Linked DNA regions of Bicyclus anynana: region 2 is linked to region 1. The links are chromatin contacts, called in public Hi-C maps. All regions are on one chromosome and are shown on one strand. The core of a region is the stretch at or near the end of the contact, and the rest is flanking DNA. Distances in the headings are between cores, read along the strand shown. Region 1 overlaps LOC112042839. Region 2 overlaps LOC112042839.

Region 1 (4,687 bases), core at 931-3,430:
AGTACAGTACCTACCATGCATTACCATACTACCTGCATTGTCAAAGGCAGTCTTAATGTTATATCTTCTTAATTATTGAGCATCATTTAATATGTACATTAATTCTATAATTATTTGTATACCATATACTTGAGTAGGTTTTTAAAACAGATGAAGCACTGTCGTTATATTTTTTTCTATCGCTCTGTTTCAGTTTATCAAATTATAGGTTTAACCGTTATGTGGTGGTTTGTTATTATTTTTAGACTCTTTCAACAGAGATAGTCCCTCTTAAGTAGAATAAAAAAGATATGATTCTTCTTTTTATTCTGGAACATTAAAAATCCCGTCATTGACGAATATAAATCGCTGAGATGCGTTGACGTAGGATCGTTTAAATGATTTATTATTTCAAAACCCTGCTTTGTATTACAAACTAGTTTTACCTATTTTTTTTGGAAATCACATGCAAAGGTGAGCAAAAAGTTTTCTCACGAAATCTTAAAACAATAGTCATTTTACACATTGCTTGTTATACAAACCGCTGGAGCTTGGTAAATTAATTTTAATAGATTTAATTTAAAATTCGAATACACATTAAAATTTAATGAATCATTTAATTCTGAATAAGTCATTCGAAATCTTTACAAAAGTATAAAAGAACTGGTATAAGTAATTGGCTTCGCACGTGTGAACTTTGCGTCAGACGCCTAATGTAATATTGATATCGCCCATGACTTCAATTACGTAGATCAAAGTATATTTCTACTTTAGTTTCTACTGTGTGCGATATATAAGATTCAAAGTTAGATATCTGATTAATTAAGCTACCCATGTGAAAGGCAGTCGCTTTATATTCAAATCCCTTTATAATCGATCCTAATAATTGGTTTTTCAAAATTAGGTATCTCACATCTAGACAGGCAGATTAATAATGAACAAGAAATTTTTAGAAGATGTCTACAACTTGATCAGGTTTAGTTTTTGTTATTACTGATTCTATACTTAATTTAACATTGTGGAGTTAATGTCTTTTAAATTACATGCCAGTAACATGCACAACATTCTAACAGTTTCATTTAGTACAGTCAGTTTAGAGGAAAATAGCATAACATTATTACTATTAGTTAGTTTAACTATTAAAAATCACAAATATTGCAACTTTACAGTTATTAGGAATATCGATAATATCGATTTATTACTTTCGCGAAATAAAGAGGTTTCTGTTGAATATCTGCCGACATTGACGGTATCCTCTAGACGGTTCTCAAGGGTAACATCTTATAATGGCTAAACTACCTGTGTTTTTTATCCCACATTCGAGTCAAAGCCCCGAAGGCATACTTGTGTTAGGAACGGACTAAGGGCAATGCACCTTCCCGGTCTCCCTTACCCTGTAGCCCTACTTTACCTTTTTAAGTAGAAAGCATTAAACACACACCTCCTTGTTTATACCCCATGCTTACGAGCTCGATAGAAAGAGATGCAATATTTGTGACTATTGCGTTTACTTTATCCATAGAACCAGCTGTGTTAAATGTATACGCGGCTTTGCGTTTGTATTTTATGGACTTTGAACTCGGCTGATGGTGAAATGTCTCCCTCAGATTTGTTACTATCAGTGGAATCAATACGGGTCTGTTATCAGTTGCTGCAAAAACTATGCCAGTATAGGAGGCGTGTTCACTGTTTACTTATGGCTACATAATGGCTACATTTTCTAGGAAGCTCTAATCTCTTGCGTAGATAAAGTGCAATAATTTTTTGATCGATACTTTTGTTTTATCTAGTACTATACCAATGCACTTATTTCTAATATCAACGTGTTTATCTAGTATTTATGTCATGTTTGGTAACTATCTATCTAGTTTATAAGATAAACCTTCAACGCAAGAATAATACAGATACTGGATATTGGTGTTAACGTTCCGATTTCACTCACAGTCGTCATTAAACTAGATTTGGAAATCTGGGTATAAGAAAAACGTCAGAATTAAATTTATAGCTCGGGCAGCAGGGATATACCAAGCCGGTTAGTCCGTTTGGTGCGTCATTATCGTGACGATTCGACATGAGAGCGGCAATGGTATCGCAATCATTGTAGTTTTTCATGGAAAACGACCACATCGTCGGCCCCTCTCCTCCCACCCCCCGCCGCACTAGCGCCGCGTCAGACGCGAGCATATAAAAGCCATCCGCGCCCCTCCACTTCAACTCAGACGCATGGAGTACTCCGTAGAGGTCGTTTGGCACGAGCGAGCGCTTTGCTAGGCACCTGCCGGCCAATCTTCACGATAACATTCTAGTCACCCGCTGGCGCAGCTGAAGCTCGCATAACGCGGTCTACCGCGCGTTCCTATACGAGCAGTGATATGTGCAATAGCTCTACTTACAAAATAATTGTGATAATTTATTTTAATTAGTTATTAGTTATACGCGTTTAGACCGCAATACGGCTGTGAGTGAAATTGTGAATTGGATATGTTGTGACTGCCCGACTGGAACTATTTACCTGTGATCCAACCCAGTGTGTTTAGTTGTTCTTGCGTCGAAGGACCCTTTACAACCATGGTCGGAAACAACGGCACTATGATGGCGATTCGCATCGTCCACAGCAAGCTGCGCAAGCGCGAGGAGCACTCGGCTTCGGTGCACCCGGCCGAGGCAGTGCTCCAGGCAGCGCCGCAGCCACCGCCCGAGCCTCTTGCCTTCCGTCAGCAGCCCTTGTGGCAGTTCCCACCGCCGCTGCCCCCGCCTTACGTCTATTCTCACGATCAGGTTCGTACAGTCCATTATGAACTAAATTAAGAAAATTCAAAATCAAGTCTAGACGCTACAAAAAAATAATAAATGTTGGCAGTAGTGTACCATATTAATAGAAAACGTTACAATCCCGCCACAGCTGATAGTCTTGACCTGAATATGATTCTCATAACATGTGCAATATTGTGGCATTAATTCGTTCTGTAGCCAAAACATTGTTAGTAGGTATTAAGGAAAGTGAGCATTATGAAAAGAAACGCGACGCTTAAAGTGCAGTCCCCTCCACATTGGAGAGAGTTGGCTTAAGTGACGATATCTAAGCGCAAAATAAATTTAAATGTCGGAACACGCTCACTGAGTAGAAAGCTGTGCAAGGCGAACATGTTGTAACCGTTCGACCTTCTTTCTTAAACGAACAAAGGAGGCTAATGCAGTGTTGAGCTCTTAAAATTGCAGTCTCGTAAATGTTTTAACCTTAATATCACGGTCTAGTTAATGCTTCCAGAGGTTTACGTAAACAATTCATTGCACGTGTTTAACCTATGTTTATTAAACGTTTGAGTATGAGTATGGCCACCTATATCGTGACTGTACCAGGAAGTAAAGAATGCTAATGTGCCTACTGCCTTTGAATTCAAGGCTCGTCTTATATTTGTAGCTTCAATGCTCAATACATAATGTCTTCCTAGACTTTTGTAGACAGTAGGTAGCGTTGTTGCTTCTGGTATAGCTACAGGGCCCGTTGTCATTGTTGCCTCCTTAGAACCTCTATAGAAATATTAAACAAAAGATAATATTATAATGCCAAGCGAGTACGTTAAGAGAAACGACAGTTACAAAAGTTCCCGCGTCGTTGTTAGTAATAATATTTAACGTTCGACGAACGACCTTCTTTCAACGTTTGGATAGCAACCGAGGCTTAAAATAACTTAAGAGCATTGTGTAACTGGAAGTCAGTTACGAAGCAGTGCAAATGCACTTATTTTGAATACAACCAGCATTGAGGACGATAACGGAATTTTTTTACGGGTCTTATTTCAATAGGTGTGAATGGCATTTTCAAAGAACGTACAATGCATTTAGGTGGCTTATAAAGATGTTCCAAAAACTGTCTTTACAAGAACGAAATCAACTAACTGTTAATTTTTATTGTTTACAGGACAATATGTTGCAGCCCCTAGGCAATGAGCGAGCGAGCTTTCGCAGCTTACGAAAGAACATTGGCGGTCGTTGGAAGCGACTCGTCAATAAGAAGCCAGAGCAAGAAGTGTACACAATCCCGCCTGAGCTCAAACCTCAACTCAAGCAAATATATGTGTACTAACCACCTTCTGTTTACGACGATAACGGCATGAGAAGCAGGAATCTTCTTTGCTTAGTTAATATAGACTTAAACCGAGAGATTCACGGTTGTAATTTAAAAATCATATCTTATTTTTAAAAACCATATCTGTATTCGAATATCAAAAAGCATCTATGTACATTATGTCGTCTATATCTTTCAGCATATCTTTCGACCAATTAACTTTTATGACCAATATTTAAACTTTCATTCAATACTTTGTGATTTTAAGCCTAGATGTATTAATAAGTATTAGAACACTGAAGTTTGATTGCTGTTCCGTTATTGATATTTGAATGTTGAGTGATAGTCAAATGAATTAGTTTAATTATTAATTTAAAGTTACGAATGGAATTAGGAAAATGCGGTCGCGCATACTAGTGACGAAAATCCAATAATTATGATAGAAGCTGATGCCTTGTAACTATGTAATTTTAAATGATTAGGGCATTTTGTAGTTCATTAACTTATTGTAGACGATGATCGTATCTTTAGATGTAGGTACATCGATCAAATAGTATCATGAAGCTATACTTATGTAAGCTATCCTATCGACTTGTGGAAACGATTGTGGAACCTCATTAATGGATGCAGTATTTTTAT
Region 2 (4,687 bases), core at 554-3,053, 46 kb before region 1:
TTTTAACTAGACTAGATAATATACATACAATTTACACAAGATATGTTGTATGTAGAAACGTACTGAGTCCTCAGGACAGGTAGTTTTTTTTGCATTTATTATATGCACGTCATTGGCTGGTTGACATTCAGTCGATCCTCGAAACATTTACAATTTACATTTTGCACTCAAAAAAGAAAATGTCATACGGCAGTTAAATTTCATGATTTTCAGAAATGACAGCCATTACAAGATTATCACATCACGATAAGGACTACAATCACGGCTGTTGAACGTGTTGGAATAATACAGTTGGACGCGTGCGCACTGTTTTTTACAACATTATCCGTTATATCACTTGTTACATATCTTGACAGTATAATACAGTAATGAGGTCGTAATCCTAGCCAATATTTGGAAACAAATAGACGATTACTAAGACTCATTTAATAATATATCTCAGACTTTTTAAGCCAAAACTAGAGAGGACAGGCGATTCATACAACATTAAGTACAACCAGATTACTCATATGTTGAACAGTGGATGTTTAATGACTGCTAATGATTAATGTCTAATGAGTGACCACTAGTAATGATGGTTATTTTTTCATCGTCATCATCATTATCTTTATCATCATGGACGTCCACTGCGGGATATCTAGGCCTTTTGTAGGGACTTTCAAACACTACAATCTGCATCCAGATAACGACTTGCTGGATGTCGTCAGTCCACCCGGCGAGGGGTCGACAAACACTGCGCATTTTAGCCCATGGTTGCCGTTCCAGCACCTTGGGATCCCATCATCCATCGGCTTTTCAAACTTCGTGCCCTCCAATTGCTATTTTAGCTCACAACTCGGTGAGCTATGTAAGTAATTTTGGTTCTTTTGCAGATCTTATAATTTCTGATACGATCACGCAGAAATACTCCATGCTTGTTCCATCACCCGTGACTCTGAGTCTCATTATGAGGCCAATAGTTAGCGACCAAGTCTCGGAACCGTAGGTCATCATCGTAAGCATAGCTTATAGGAATTTTAGTAAAAGTTTTAGATCTGGCGTACTCGCGAGAACTTACCTAATAATTCAGTCGAACATTCCCAACTTTACCATCAACAATAGACTCTGAAAAATACAATAATATCAGGTTTGTCTACGCATATTTTGCTAAATGCAATTGTTTCTTAATTACCGTGATGAAATGCTGGTTTATTTTTAAGTTTCAGTGTTTTTCCCCGATATTTTTTGTTTATTTAAATACATTAGTCTCACTATTGCTAGTTAGTGCCTACTGTAATTACTTGTAATAAGTTAGAATATATATACGTTTCAAACGTCTTATTATGGACAATAGACCTTTGTTTCGGAAGATAGATTGGTTGGTGGATGTACTGATAGTTATAAGGTACTCGTAAGTTTGAAAATCCTGAAGAGACATCTAAGTTTTGTATTGCACAATGTTTGGAATTTTGTCATTTTACGAGTATACACTTGGTACACAAGTGAAAGCGATAAAGAAGAATTGATTAGAATCAGTTTCCGATTCAGACGAAATCTACCTGATTTCGTCTGAATTAATGCATCATCACTTCAATCAGGTGGCTCAGTAAGCAAGTAGATACCTATGTTATAAAGAGTACATAATTATTTCTAATACCCTGGGAAATAGGTATTTCCCAAGGGATTAGAAATAATCTTGTATACTTGTATGTCTGGCGTCTGACCTTCATTTGTCAAAGTAGACTGTATGATATACAATATACATACGAGTATATCACCTGTGGTAGTATAGGCATCTGACTTTTCGTCATGGTTAATATTTTGAGAACCACTTACAATAACAGGATTATTAAATTCGTAACTCAATGCCACTAGTACATATATATCAGTTTAAAAACAAGAAACCTGTTACTTTCTGACGTATCTATACGACCAACATAATATTATTTATTGTATTTTTTATCTCACAATATTTCTTAGAAAAAGCGGGAGTATGGTATTCAATGATTCATACATACAGTCATGTGTTTTACTACATGACAATATTTTTTAATTATTATTTATTATCTAATGTTATGTAGAAAAACAAGTTTTTGTTTATTATTCGAAGTCAACCGTTGTGTTTGACTCAGTGCAAGGTTTTCAGCCATAATAATAATAAGATATAATTTATCTTTACCTTTTCCTATTTAAAAATATCTAAAAAATGTAAATCCTATTTACAGCTATTTTCCTATATATTTGCTGTTTGATATATAAGGCGAAAGGGTTTTGGGTATGTATATTTGCTGGATATTCTACTATTACCTTACTACCACATCCAAAGCTGTCTACCTAAATAAAACCATAATCATAACCTATTTTTTTACGTGGAAAATTAACATGAGTCACTACAGTGACTTTTCACAGTGTACTTTTTTGTGTTAACTCTAACACAAAAAGTCACCTGACTCACTTTTAAAAGGGGTAAAGTTTTCCGCTAAACGTTACAGTAGCCCCGATTTAAAAGCACGAATCACATGCATTTTAGCATGAGTAATATTGTGGACACACACACACATAATATAATAACGCACACATCCAAAGACACCCTGCGTTTACCTATTTCGTCATATTGTTCCACTTAACTCATTATACACGAGTGTATAGATGTCGCATGATTCATACTGCGGTGTTGCGAACTTTGATGTCAAACACAAGTCAAAATAAATCCACAGAATACATAATAATAGTTACAGGTAACTAATTTTCAGTATTCAGTTGTAAGGTTCTAGTGTCTTGTCGTGATTTTTATAACATCAATCGCATTTTATTTGGGTAAGTAATAAGTATTATAATAGTCATTGTTATTGTTTCGTTTGGGTGTTCTGTCACTTATTAATTAAGTCTATGTAACTATATTTAAATCAAATCAAAGTACCTAGGGGAATTATAAATTTACGCAAAGTAACATCATCATCTCCTTTACCTTATCTCACTTTAGTGGGCTCGGCAAAATATGTCAATTCGCTTCTTTCATTCATTAACTATAAACATCTACACCTTTTACACATGCCCTGGTTCACTCATTCCAACCATACGCCCTAACATCGGGAAAAGGATTGGGCGATACCCGATCCTTTTCATCATCATCATTATCAACCCATATTCGGCTCACTGCTGAGCTCAAGTCTCCTCTCAGAATCTGAGGGGCTAGGCCACCATAGTCCACCACGCTGGCCCAACGCGGATTGGCAGACTTCACACACGTAGAGAATTAAGAAAATTCTCTGGTATGTAGGTTTCCTCACGATGTTTTCCCTTTACTGTTTGAGGCACATGATATTTAATTTCTTAAAAAGCACTTATCTGAAAAGTTGAAGGTGCATGCCCCGGGCCGGATTCGCCTACCTACGCCATAAATCCACTGAGATAATCCTTTAACACTTGACATAATTATTATTTTTTAGTTTTGGCTAGTTTTTTCGAGCGGCTTGCCTTCACCCTTTTTGTGATTTCTTATTTTTTACGCTGGTATCGCACGGATAACTTACGCAAAGTATAACCTTTTCATATTTAAAAATAGCGAAAAGTAGTACTATCTAATGTTAAGCTGTATAACGTTATTTTAACTGAACGTAAGTATTAGGTAACTAACCTGGAAACAATATAATCGTGAAGCCTCATAAAACAAAGGTTACTGAACTTTGAGGGTAAATGTGCGTGGCTTTTTACTTTACATTTATGTGAGAAGCATTAGTTTATACGGAAAATTCCCACATGTGATGTTTTTATTTAGAACTTGGAGAGTTCCTGGGATATGTCTAGCTTAAATAAATTTAGGATATTGTGTTTTCAAAATTGGTTTCGGTTCGGTCTTGTGATAGGTGTCGGCTGTGGCTAGTTATCTCCAAACCGACAGAGACGTATAGCCAAGCGACGTCATGTAGATATAGTCGGAAGCAATTTTTATGAAATTTCCGAACATCCTGCGTTTATGCTTCACAATACAAGATTTAAGGTGTCCGTGGACAACATTAAGTCAACAACAACCACATTTTTTGTACTCCCTTAAACCTATTGTTAACAAAAAATCACAATGTCAACCAGGCAATGTCATCTACATACTCTATGATATCAATAAAGGGGTGTCAGTAGGCATGGATGACATATTTAACACGCATAAATGAACTTCACTTGTAACTATGTATGTAAGAAAATCTTAGAATCTTAATTTGCCTACTTCCCGGTCTTCGATTAAGATGAAATTTTGCACACGCTCTGAGTTCTGATGACAATACATGACTAGCTAAGAAACGTTATTACAAATCCATTATGGCGGCCTCCCCAAGATGGCGGACTGTTTGAAATCCACCCCCATGATATGAAAAAATACATTATGAAATCAAGACAAAACACATGTCCAACTTGCTATTGTTAGTAATTCTCCAGTCAAGAATTACTAACAATAGCAAGTTGGACATAATATGTTTTCTGTGATTATATCAACTATAGGTACTCAAAATTAGGCGTAATCGGAATCAGGAGCTAACTTGTCATGGAAAATAAAAAAACAAGATACTTATCTCGTTTATTATAATGGGTTTTCAAGTTCTGTTTACTGTTTACTCTATTTACACGCAAACATGCGTATACTTTAGCAATAGCACAGTAATGACGTCTACGTTTGTGTAATACACGTTTCAATCAACACCGGAGAAGTTTGAGA

The links. Hi-C and Micro-C count contacts between places; a contact is called where the count stands out from the background.
Region 2: a Hi-C map of whole body shows a contact between it and region 1, with 2.5 times the contacts expected there. The contact joins two enhancer-like sites. A contact is called at or near these places in 2 of 2 Hi-C or Micro-C datasets (whole body and whole larva).

What each region holds. Positions count from the first base shown.
Region 1 is chr12:7,082,869-7,087,555 of ilBicAnyn1.1, reverse strand. It overlaps LOC112042839, which reads left to right. Exons shown (of 6, transcript XM_024078008.2): 5 at 2,595-2,757; 6 at 3,902-4,687. The coding sequence ends at 4,066. Among protein-coding and RNA genes, the nearest start is that of LOC112047940, 55 kb to the right of the region's middle. Within about 2 kb of position 2,180, at least 8 of the 8 cell types and tissues checked have open chromatin away from gene starts, as enhancers often do.
Region 2 is chr12:7,128,662-7,133,348 of ilBicAnyn1.1, reverse strand. The region is part of intron 3 of LOC112042839; the gene reads left to right. Among protein-coding and RNA genes, the nearest start is that of LOC112047940, 100 kb to the right of the region's middle. Within about 2 kb of position 1,803, at least 6 of the 8 cell types and tissues checked have open chromatin away from gene starts, as enhancers often do.